Linked DNA regions of Muntiacus reevesi: region 1 is linked to region 2. A link is a contact called in public Hi-C data. All regions are on one chromosome and are shown on one strand. Each heading gives the region's core, a stretch centred on a gene start, on an enhancer-like site or on the middle of the called end of the contact. The rest is flanking DNA. Distances are from core to core; before and after follow the strand shown.

Evidence for each region. Hi-C and Micro-C count contacts between places; a contact is called where the count stands out from the background.
Region 1: a Hi-C map of muscle shows a contact between it and region 2, with 4 times the contacts expected there. The contact joins the promoter of BLCAP here to the promoter of RPN2 in region 2. A contact is called at or near these places in 2 of 3 Hi-C or Micro-C datasets (blood and muscle).

The regions. Positions count from the first base shown.
Region 1 is chr2:64,735,842-64,740,251 of mMunRee1.1, reverse strand. It overlaps BLCAP (BLCAP apoptosis inducing factor), which reads left to right and starts at 2,786. Exons shown (of 2, transcript XM_065921978.1): 1 at 2,786-2,920. It overlaps LOC136159581 (a long non-coding RNA gene), which reads left to right and starts at 3,175. Exons shown (of 3, transcript XR_010661481.1): 1 at 3,175-4,410. It overlaps LOC136159580 (a long non-coding RNA gene), which reads right to left and starts at 2,970. Exons shown (of 3, transcript XR_010661480.1): 1 at 2,496-2,970; 2 at 238-355.
Region 2 is chr2:64,418,875-64,423,882 of mMunRee1.1, reverse strand. It overlaps RPN2 (ribophorin II), which reads right to left and starts at 1,265. Exons shown (of 17, transcript XM_065921967.1): 1 at 1,224-1,265. The coding sequence starts at 1,242. It overlaps MROH8 (maestro heat like repeat family member 8), which reads left to right and starts at 808. Exons shown (of 12, transcript XM_065921969.1): 1 at 808-1,094. The coding sequence starts at 808.

The sequences.
Region 1 (4,410 bases), core at 1,537-4,036, 310 kb before region 2:
TCAGTAGAAACTGCCAGTATTCTGATGTGATTGTACCAATTTCCTCTCTCACAGGCAGTATGCAAGAATTTCAGTCGCTCCACACCCTTGCCAACGCTCAGCCTCTCTTTTCTAAACAAGAGTTTCCACCATGAGACTCCTCTTTTCCTCCAGTGTTGGATATTGGGTGTGCCTGGCATGATAGATCCCTCAGTCCAGAGGCAGCAAGACAGAAGTCACATCTAGTGTGAGTCTTACCTCCAGGGGGAATGGTCATCTCCGTGATGTGGATGGGACTCCAGGAACTGGGGTGGCCATTTTATGACCGTGAGTATGAAACCAACGTTGAGGACAGCAGGGCAGACCTGGAATGGACCTGAGAGATGGAATATCCGTGAGGACATAGCCAAGCCATTCAATTAATCTGCCACTGAGTGGCAGGGTGCTTATTTTTTTAAGCCAAGCGAATTAGCGTCTTCTTTTTGGAACTAGAATCATAAAGGATACAGTCCCCAAGTCCCCCTGGTAACCAAACCGAATGGTGCCATTTCCCTCCTCCACAGCAGTCAGCGCCGCTAAACACTCCCTCCACCCTTAAACCTTCTCTCTGGGATCCCGTGCTCACCTGGTCCTCCTCATACCCCATGGGTCACTGCTTCTCAGCCTCCTTTCTTGCCTCCTCCTCCTCTGCCTACTTTTAAATTTATATTTGCTTCCTAGGCTGTCATCCAAAACCATGACGTGTGTGCTGTGTGTCGATGCTACCAAATATGTGTCTCCAGCCCAGACCTCTCTTCGGAGCCCCAGTCTCATATACAACGGCCTATTGAGCCTCTCAATCCAACCATTGCCCAGGCTTTTCAAACCTGCCTTCTTAGCCAAACTTGATCTTTCCCCTCAATCTGAGACTTCTGCAGGTTTTACCACCTTAGTCAAGGACTCTTTCATTCCTGCATACCCGAGGCAAAGATGGAGGTGTCATCGCTGATCCCTCAACAACCACCCACATCCCATCTGAGATTCTTTGTATCTCCACCTCCCCAAGCCACGACCTTCCCAGGGTCACAGGTTTGCATCAGGAAACCTTCAGCAGCCTTCTAACTGGTCTCCCCACAACCCCTGGAAAGTGTTTTCTGAGCCATGAAGCCAGGGTGGCCTTTCAGAAACCCAGACCCGGTATGATTCCCATGATGCAAATGGCTCTCTTTATTCTCAAGATAAAATCCAAATTCATTAGGTAGCACTATCTGTTCTATTTGCTCATTCCTCACCCTCACTGGCTCCTTCCCTCCTCCACAACATCTGGGACAAGTGGTTCTTTCTTCCTAGAACATTGCCCCTCTCAGTCTTGCCCTGAACAACTCTTAACTATCCTTGGTTTTTCAGCCTAAATGCCAGCTCCCCAAGGAGAGCCCACCCTCACTCTTCACCCTACATTTGTTGCTATTGCTTAGTTGCCACTTTGTGTCCAATCACAACCCTATGGACTGCAGCCCACCAGGCTCCTCTGTCCACGGGATTTCCCAGGCAAGAAGACCTAAGCTGGTTGCCATTTCCTCCTCCAAGGGATCTTCCTGACCCAGGGATTGAATCTCTTGCATCTTCTGCATCAGCAGGAAGATTCTTTAGCACTGAGCCACCTGAGAAGCCCTCACCCTACAATAAGTCTCCATTAATTTTTCATAACACTCTTCATCCCCCCTCAGCACTTCCCATCATGCATAATCATATATTGATTTGATTAAAATTATTAACAGTGATCATCTTGCTGTTTTAAATTTTTATTTTATTGACATATAGTTGATTTACAATGTTGTGGTAATTTATGCTGTACACCAAAGTGACTACGTTATACACATATATATACATTTCTTTTCACATTCCTTTTCACTATGGTTTATCAAAGAATACTGAATACAGTTCCCTGTGCTATACAGTAGGATCTTATTTATCCATTCTATATATAATAGGTTGCATCTGCTAATCCCAGATTCCAAATCCATCCTCCTCCCCCCAACCACAAGTCTGTTCTCTATGTGAGTCGGCTTTCTAGATTTGTTCATTTGTGTCATAGTTTAGATTCCACATGTAAGTAATTTGATGACCGTTTTCCCACCCTCCCCCACTTCCCCCCACTAGCGGGGCAGCGTTTTGAGTTAAAACAGCGCCTATGTCATCCTCCATTCTATCCTCTTGACTTTAGCACTGCACTTACACATAGTAAGTGCTCAAGGAATGTGTTTAATTAGCTAATAAATGGATACATTGAGTCATTTAATTCCTAGAACAACCCTGTTATGTAGGCATCCAATCAGACTTGGGGAAGCTAAGAGTCAAGGCAAGTAGCAAAGTACAGCACAGGGGAAGAGTTAGGTCCTGACCCAAGTCAAATCTTAAATTCTGAGCCGGACTACTTCCGCTCCTGACCTCTGGCCTTGGTAAAGGGGTCGGGGAGGAGGCCGACTTAAGGGTTTCCCCGCAGGACGCGGGTCACCCCCAAGAGTCGAAGTGCTCACCTACGGAGACGAGGGTACGCCCCCTCCGCTCCCCAGTGTAGAGATCACAATCTACTGCATATGCATGAGGGGACCAAGGGAGCTGTGATTCGGGGCTGTTCAGGACGCGCCTGATCAAAAACTCTTCGGATTTGAAGAGTCCAGAGTCCGCAGATTTCGGCACACACTAATAAAAATCTTCAAATGGTCATCTGTGCAAATGTTAGGAGCGTATGACGCGAGGGCGAGCCCTCAGAGTTTAGGTCGCTTGATCAGGCGTCTGCTGTAGGCAGCCCGATTCCAGAAGGGGTCCTCGACCGGCTCGACTAGAAGACGAAGGGGGCGGCTCCCCGGCTTCCTGCGGCGTCGGTGGCGAGCTGAGGTGGAAGCGGGTCGCGGCAGCGCAGGCGACAGCGGTGGCGGCGGCGCCATGGCGGGGCTCGCAGGTACCGTGGCGTCGGCCTCCGGGGGGCGGGATGAGAGGCCTTCATGCGACTGCGCCGCCATGTTGTCCCTTCGGGGTCACCTTAAGGCGTCGTCCGGTCTCTCTCTGGGGTTTTCCTTCCGCGCACCCTGGGGGCCGCCCCTGTCCGGTGTCACGTGATCGCGCTGTTTGGTCTCCGGGCCGGGCCTTGTGGGGGGCGGGGGAGGGGGGTACTATCTTCCCGGCCCGAGCGCGAGTCCCCGGCCTCCTGGGTTCTCGTTCTGGCCTCCAAGGTCAGCGGTCGCCTGTCAGCTCCCGGGAAGGGGCAGGCAGAACCGGGGAGCGCGGGGCTGGGGGTGCGACCACCGTGTCTTCAGCCCCCGGGACCCGTGGCAGGGGGCCCAGCTTGTGAGAGATCTGTTACTCTGTCCCCACCTCTTCAGTTGCTTTTTCTTCTTTTTTTTTAAATCAGAAGGGGCGTGGGGGAGAGGGGGGAGAAAAGGGTCTCCCTCTCCGAGTCCCCGCCATGCTGTTTGGGGTGATAGGATGACGCTCTGCTTTGGGGCGCGGGTGGTTCTTCCTCTCTCTTAATTTTACACCAAGTCTGGACACCCGTTCCCTTTCCTACAATATATATGGGGAGTGGCCCTCAAGGGCAGCTGAAGGAATGGAATGCCTGGCACACTAATGGCCTGGAAAGAATGGGGGATGGGGAACAGTTGATTTTTCCTTCCCTCTTCCACAGCTTCTTTAATTTCCTTCCAGGCCTGCATGTCCCTTTTCAACGCTAAATGTTGGGACAGACTGGGGTCTATCCTAGGAAAGAAATGGTCTTTCTGTTTATAGGTATGGATCATGTTTTATCCCTTACAGGGAACTGGTGTCTTGGGGATGGCGTCTCTTTGCCCTGCCTGACATGGTACCACCATCCCCTCAGCCTTCTGGACGGCAACACCAAAGCCAGAACACCCCCCCCCCCAAAGTTCCAGCTTAAATGCTAATGCCAAGTGTTAGATCTTGTTTGTTTATTTGTTTGAAATCAGAGACTAATTAATGTCGAGCAAAGCTGTTCAAAGATTGCGGAGCCCTGGTGGGTTCTCAGTGACCAGATCACTTCCATAACTAAAACAGGTCTTGTTAGAATTGCTGCCAATAACAGTTTAACCTTTTATCTGTAATCTGTTGTTTCAAAGAGGAATCTTGAAGTCTGGATTTGGTTGTGTTTTTCTGTTGTTGTTCTCTTATCTTCGAAACATATGCATTCCATTTCAAGCCTATCACTGTGTGATATACCAAGGACCATGTGTTGCCTGCCTCTCTGATTTCCTGTTCTGGGAATGCTCTGGAATCTGGATCCTCCTGGGGAATGGGCCCCGTGGGAGGGAGAAAGGGAGAGGGGAGGTTGAGCAGGACCACAATCAGAGAAGATGGTGGCATGTCTCTGGGGCTTATAGAGGAAATCAGAGGTCACCAGGGGAAAAAAGACTGTTGTGAGACTAATGTTTTGTATGT
Region 2 (5,008 bases), core at 16-2,515:
GTGCACTTTACAGACCAAGATACTGAATCACAGAAATAGTTACCTGCCCTAAGACAGGTTAACTAGTTGAGAATCCAACTGCAGGAACTCTATTATCCTCAATCTGTCAATTAATGGAGCAGTGAGCCCACAGATTTATTCATTGTTACCTTGGGCAAGTTATCTGGGCAAGAATCTCTTCCCTGAGATTCCCTCTGTTAAGTGGAAATAATTGTACACATTTCCCAAGTTGCTGTGAGACTACACGAGGTTGCATCCTGCACAGTGTCCTCTCAATACCCGGCAATATAGTTCAGTTTAATGAGTACTTACGGATTGCCGCGCACTGTTCTACACTATGAAGGGAGACGGTCTCATTCAACTCCCATCGTAATTTACGAGACTAACCATTTAACAAATGAGAAACTGAGGGGCAGAGGAGTCAAGTTACTTGCACAGGGTCACTTTACGAAAACGTGGCAGACTGCAAGTTTGTACCCGGAGACATCCTAACTTCAGAACTCACGCTCGTAAACTCTCAAGGAGGTGTGATTTTCTCACCCCTTTCACTGAAGAGGAAACTACGGTCCAAAGAAGGGCGATTTAGCCAAAAGCTCACTCTTAGGCCACCTGGCCCGGAAGCCCGCGAGAGTCAAATGAATGGGTGAAGCCAGACCGCGGGTTCTCCGCGGCTGCGGCCCCCAACTGAGTCTAGGGGGGACCCGTAGCCCGCGCCGCACCCACCTCCACCCTCTCCTCCACTCGCCCGCAGTCCCAACCGTTGGCCAGCCCCCCGTCAGACGCCGGACCCCCAAAGAGCCCGAGCTCATGCCCCTGCCCCGCAGGGGAAGAGGACCCCTCCTGGCTGGCCCTCGAATGGCGAGCACTAGCCTCCCGCGGGCGACAGCCCACTCGCCAAGACACGTGGGCCGCGGGACCCCGTTGTCGAGCCCTGCGCAACGCCTCACCCGGCAGCGCCATTCCTCCCAGCAGGTCCCACCACGGCCCGAGCCGCAGGCGGACTTCCGCTCGGGAAGGTGGCTCCAAGAGGGCGCCAGAGGGGACGCCAGGAACTCGCGGCAGACCCCGTGTGCTGGGATGGGCTCCAGGCACAGGTCAGTCCCCGCAGTTCCGCTGGGCCGGGAGGCGCTCACCAGCCGCACGGTGCTGAGCGCGCACTGCGCCACTGCCCTCGCGTACTGGGCCGCTTCCACCCCCCGCGCCCCGGCCCACTTGGAACCGACCTCCTCGCAACGGTCCCATTCCGGAAGCTACCGGCCGGCGGTTGGACGAGGCCTCGGGGTGGGCCCGAGACGGGGCCTCCTGTGATTGGCCGATCGCACTGTCACTCAGTCGTCTCTCTGCAACCCGGCCGATTTTAAAGGAATGGGAAGGGCCCGGTGGAAAAGGGCCAGCAACATTTGAGCCGTTTGCGGGTTTGTTTTGTTTTTATAAGAAAATTATGGCAGCTTACACTGAAGATTGTTTCGGTTGTTAGTAACTGACCCATAAGTGACTTTTTAACTCATCTGCGTATGTTTGTGTGAGGAGAATGTAAATCCCAATGGAAGTGAATTTATTTATTAATTAGGTAACTCAGATTATTGAGCGTTTACGGGATAGCCAGACAGGGTACTAAGCACTCCGTGTACCTTGTTTCATTCACACCTCATCCCCAGTCTGTGATATATGTACTATTAATATTTCCATTTTATAGAGAAGGAAATTTAAAAATGTGAACCGGGACAGCCTGACTGTAATCTGCTTTTAACTGTTACGAACACAAAGTATTCACAATGCAATATAACTTTTACAATCATTAGTGTCCTGGATATTACCGTCTACTACTGTTCCAAACAAGGAAGAGTCAGTTCTTTCTCTGTTTGGTAGTGTGCTATTGTATGGTATATTAGCCATTAAATATCTGGATATTTTAACTTGAATTTAATTAAAATTAAAAATTCAGTTTGTCGTTTGTTAACCATATTTCAAACATTCAGTGGCCCCATGTGGCTGGTGCAGATGATACTGAACTGCGCACAATTATAGAGCATATAGAACATTTCCCTTGTCACAGAATATTCTATTGGACAGGACTGATCTAGAATATATAAAGAACTCCTCCAACTCAATACTAAGACAACCAGTGGTGTGCTGAAGCCTCATACTGGCTTGTGAGGGTCAACTGTTAAATTTCTCAGGAATTTTAATAAACAGCAAAGTCCTACTGGGATGTTGGCAATTTGATCTCTGGTGCCTTTTTAAAAATTGCCAAATTTGAAATAGTCAAATTGTCTACTCAAAGCTATGGTTTTTCCAGTAGTCATGTATGGATGTGAGAGTTGGATTCTCTCTCAAAGAAAGCTAAGCACTGAAGAATTGATGTTTTTGAACTGTGGTGTTGGAGAAGACTCTTGAGAGCCCCTTGGACTGACTGCAAGGAGATCAAACCAGTCCATCCTAAAGGAAATCAGTCCTGAATATTCATTGACAGTACTGATGCTGAAGCTGAAACTCCAATACTTTGGCCACCTGCTGCCAAGAATTGACTCATTGGAAAAGACCCTGATGCCGGGAAGGATTGAAGAGAGGAGGAGAAGGAGACAGTAGAGGATGAGATGGTTAGATGGCATCACTGGCTCATGGACATGAGTCTGAGCAAGCTCCAGGAGTTGGTGATGTACAGGGAAGCCTGGTGTGCTGCAGTCCATGGGGTTGCAAAGAGTAGGACGCAACTGAGCCACTGAACTGAACTGAAAAGTTCTACTGTATAGCACAGGAAACTGTATTCAGTATCCTATAGTAAACCAATGAAAAAGAATAAGAAAAAGAATATATATGTATTTTCTGTATACATCTATATATTCTTTCACATTGCTGTACACCAGAAACTAACGCAGCGTTGTAAATCAACTCTGCATGCATGCATGCTAAGTCGCTTCAGTCATGTCCAACTCTTTGTGACCCCATCGACTGTAGCCCTCCAGGTTCTTCTGTCCATGGGATTCTCCAGGATAGAGTACTGGAGTGGGCTGCCATGCCCTCCTCCAGGGGATCTTCCTGACCCAGGGATGGAACCCGAGGTTCTTATGCCTCCTGCATTGTCAAGACGGGTTCTTTACCACTAGTGCCAACTGGGAAGCCCATAAATCAACTATACCTAAGTAAAAAATACATAAGTGAAAGGAATTTTGCAAATTGGTTGTTAAATACAGCTATTAGAAGAATTAAATTATATATACTTAAAATGAAAGTGTATTAAAAACAAAATTCATCATTTCCTAATTATTTTCCTTTATCATTGTGCTTTTGTGGTAGCTTGTATCTACTGTATCTGAATGGTGGAAATATTATATCATGCTGTGCTTACTACACATCTCTTCCCAGTAACATTGGTAGCTTGATTTGGCTGCAAATGGAATATTTATACCATAGAGTCAGCAAATGCTACAAACCAGGGCTTGACTTATTGCTTTGTTATTGTGTAAATTTAATGTTGGAGATAATGTTAATTGAGATTAAACTTAAAAATATATCACATCTGTAGATTTTACATTATAAATAGCACAGAAACTTGAAAATATTTGTGTTGTTTTTGAAAATTATTATCTAATTCAGAAAAGAAGTCACTTTTAAAGTTTCAGTCACATGTTGCTGTTTTTCAGTCCCTAAGTCATGTCCCACTCTTTTCAACCTCATGGACTGCAGCACGCCAGGTTCCCCTGTCCTCTATTATCTCCTGGAGTTTGCTTAAATTCATTTCCATTGAGTCAGTGATGCTATCTAACCATCTCACCCTTTTTGCCTCCTGCTCCTTCTGCCTTCAGTCTTTCCCAGCACCAGGGTCTTTTCCAGTGAGTTAGTTCTTCACATCAGGTGGCCAAAGTATCGGAGCTTCAGCTTCAGCATCGGTCCTTCCAATGAATATTCAAGACATTTTAGTAGAAGGATAATGATGATAAAAATATCATTAATAAGTGAATGATAGATGGTACTGTGTGATAAGAAGAAAAAAAAAGTAGGAAAGGGTAAAGGGGGTTGAGAGAGGGGCGGTGTTCTGCCTCAGTCTCTTTTCTCAGTGGAGTAGTATCTCTTACCTATCCATTCACTTGTCATGAGGCTGACAATATGTTAGGTACTGAGGATGAAACCACAGAAATATGTTTCAGGGGCTCCAAAGAGCCCCAGTTCTTTATGTCTCAACACAGAAAGAATTGACTGAGAGGCAATGTTATAGATAAGTGATTTATTAGAATAGGATGCTTGTGAGGTTTACAAGCAGATAGGCAGGAGGGTGCAGGGCTCAGAACTTACTGGCCTACAGTTTTATACTCAAAGGAAATGTGGGGAGGGGGAGAAGATCACCTTCTCCCTCATTCTTTAGTGGACATCAAGCTTCCATCGTCAGCTCTTCCTTCTCCTCCTCTGTATCAGGTGGGGGAGTTTTCTCATCTCTACGTGTTCAAACTGGGACTGTCATGGTACAGTGTAAATGAGCAAAAAGAGGGTAACGAACACCATAAATGGTAAATCATCTCAGGTTTCAGTATAATGTCACCTTATCCCTTTTTTAGTGTGTGCAGAGGAGCATGAAATAGGAATCATTAACTTACTGACCTCATTGAACAGGATGTGCGTCTCATTCCACTATTGTTTTGTTGTGCTTGGGTATACCTCATGCTTCTATTGCACAGGTTTCTGGGGGTGGTTTTTTTGGTTTTTTTTGGCTGTGCTGCATCTTTGCCGCAGGGTGTGAACTTTCTTTAGTTGTTATGCATGGGGTCTCTTCTAGCTGCAGTAAATGGGCTTCTCGTGCTGTGTTGCAAGGGCTTCTCTAGTTGCAACACATATGCTTAGTTGCCCCACAGCATGTAGGAACTTAGTTCCCAGACCAGGGATGGAACCTGCATCCCCTGCATTGGAAGGTGGATTCTTAACCACTGGACCACTAGGAAAGTTCCCTGCTGCACAGTTTTGTTGCTCAGCTTTGTTCTTGGTTTTGTGGTAAAGTAAACCTGCTTTCTTGAGT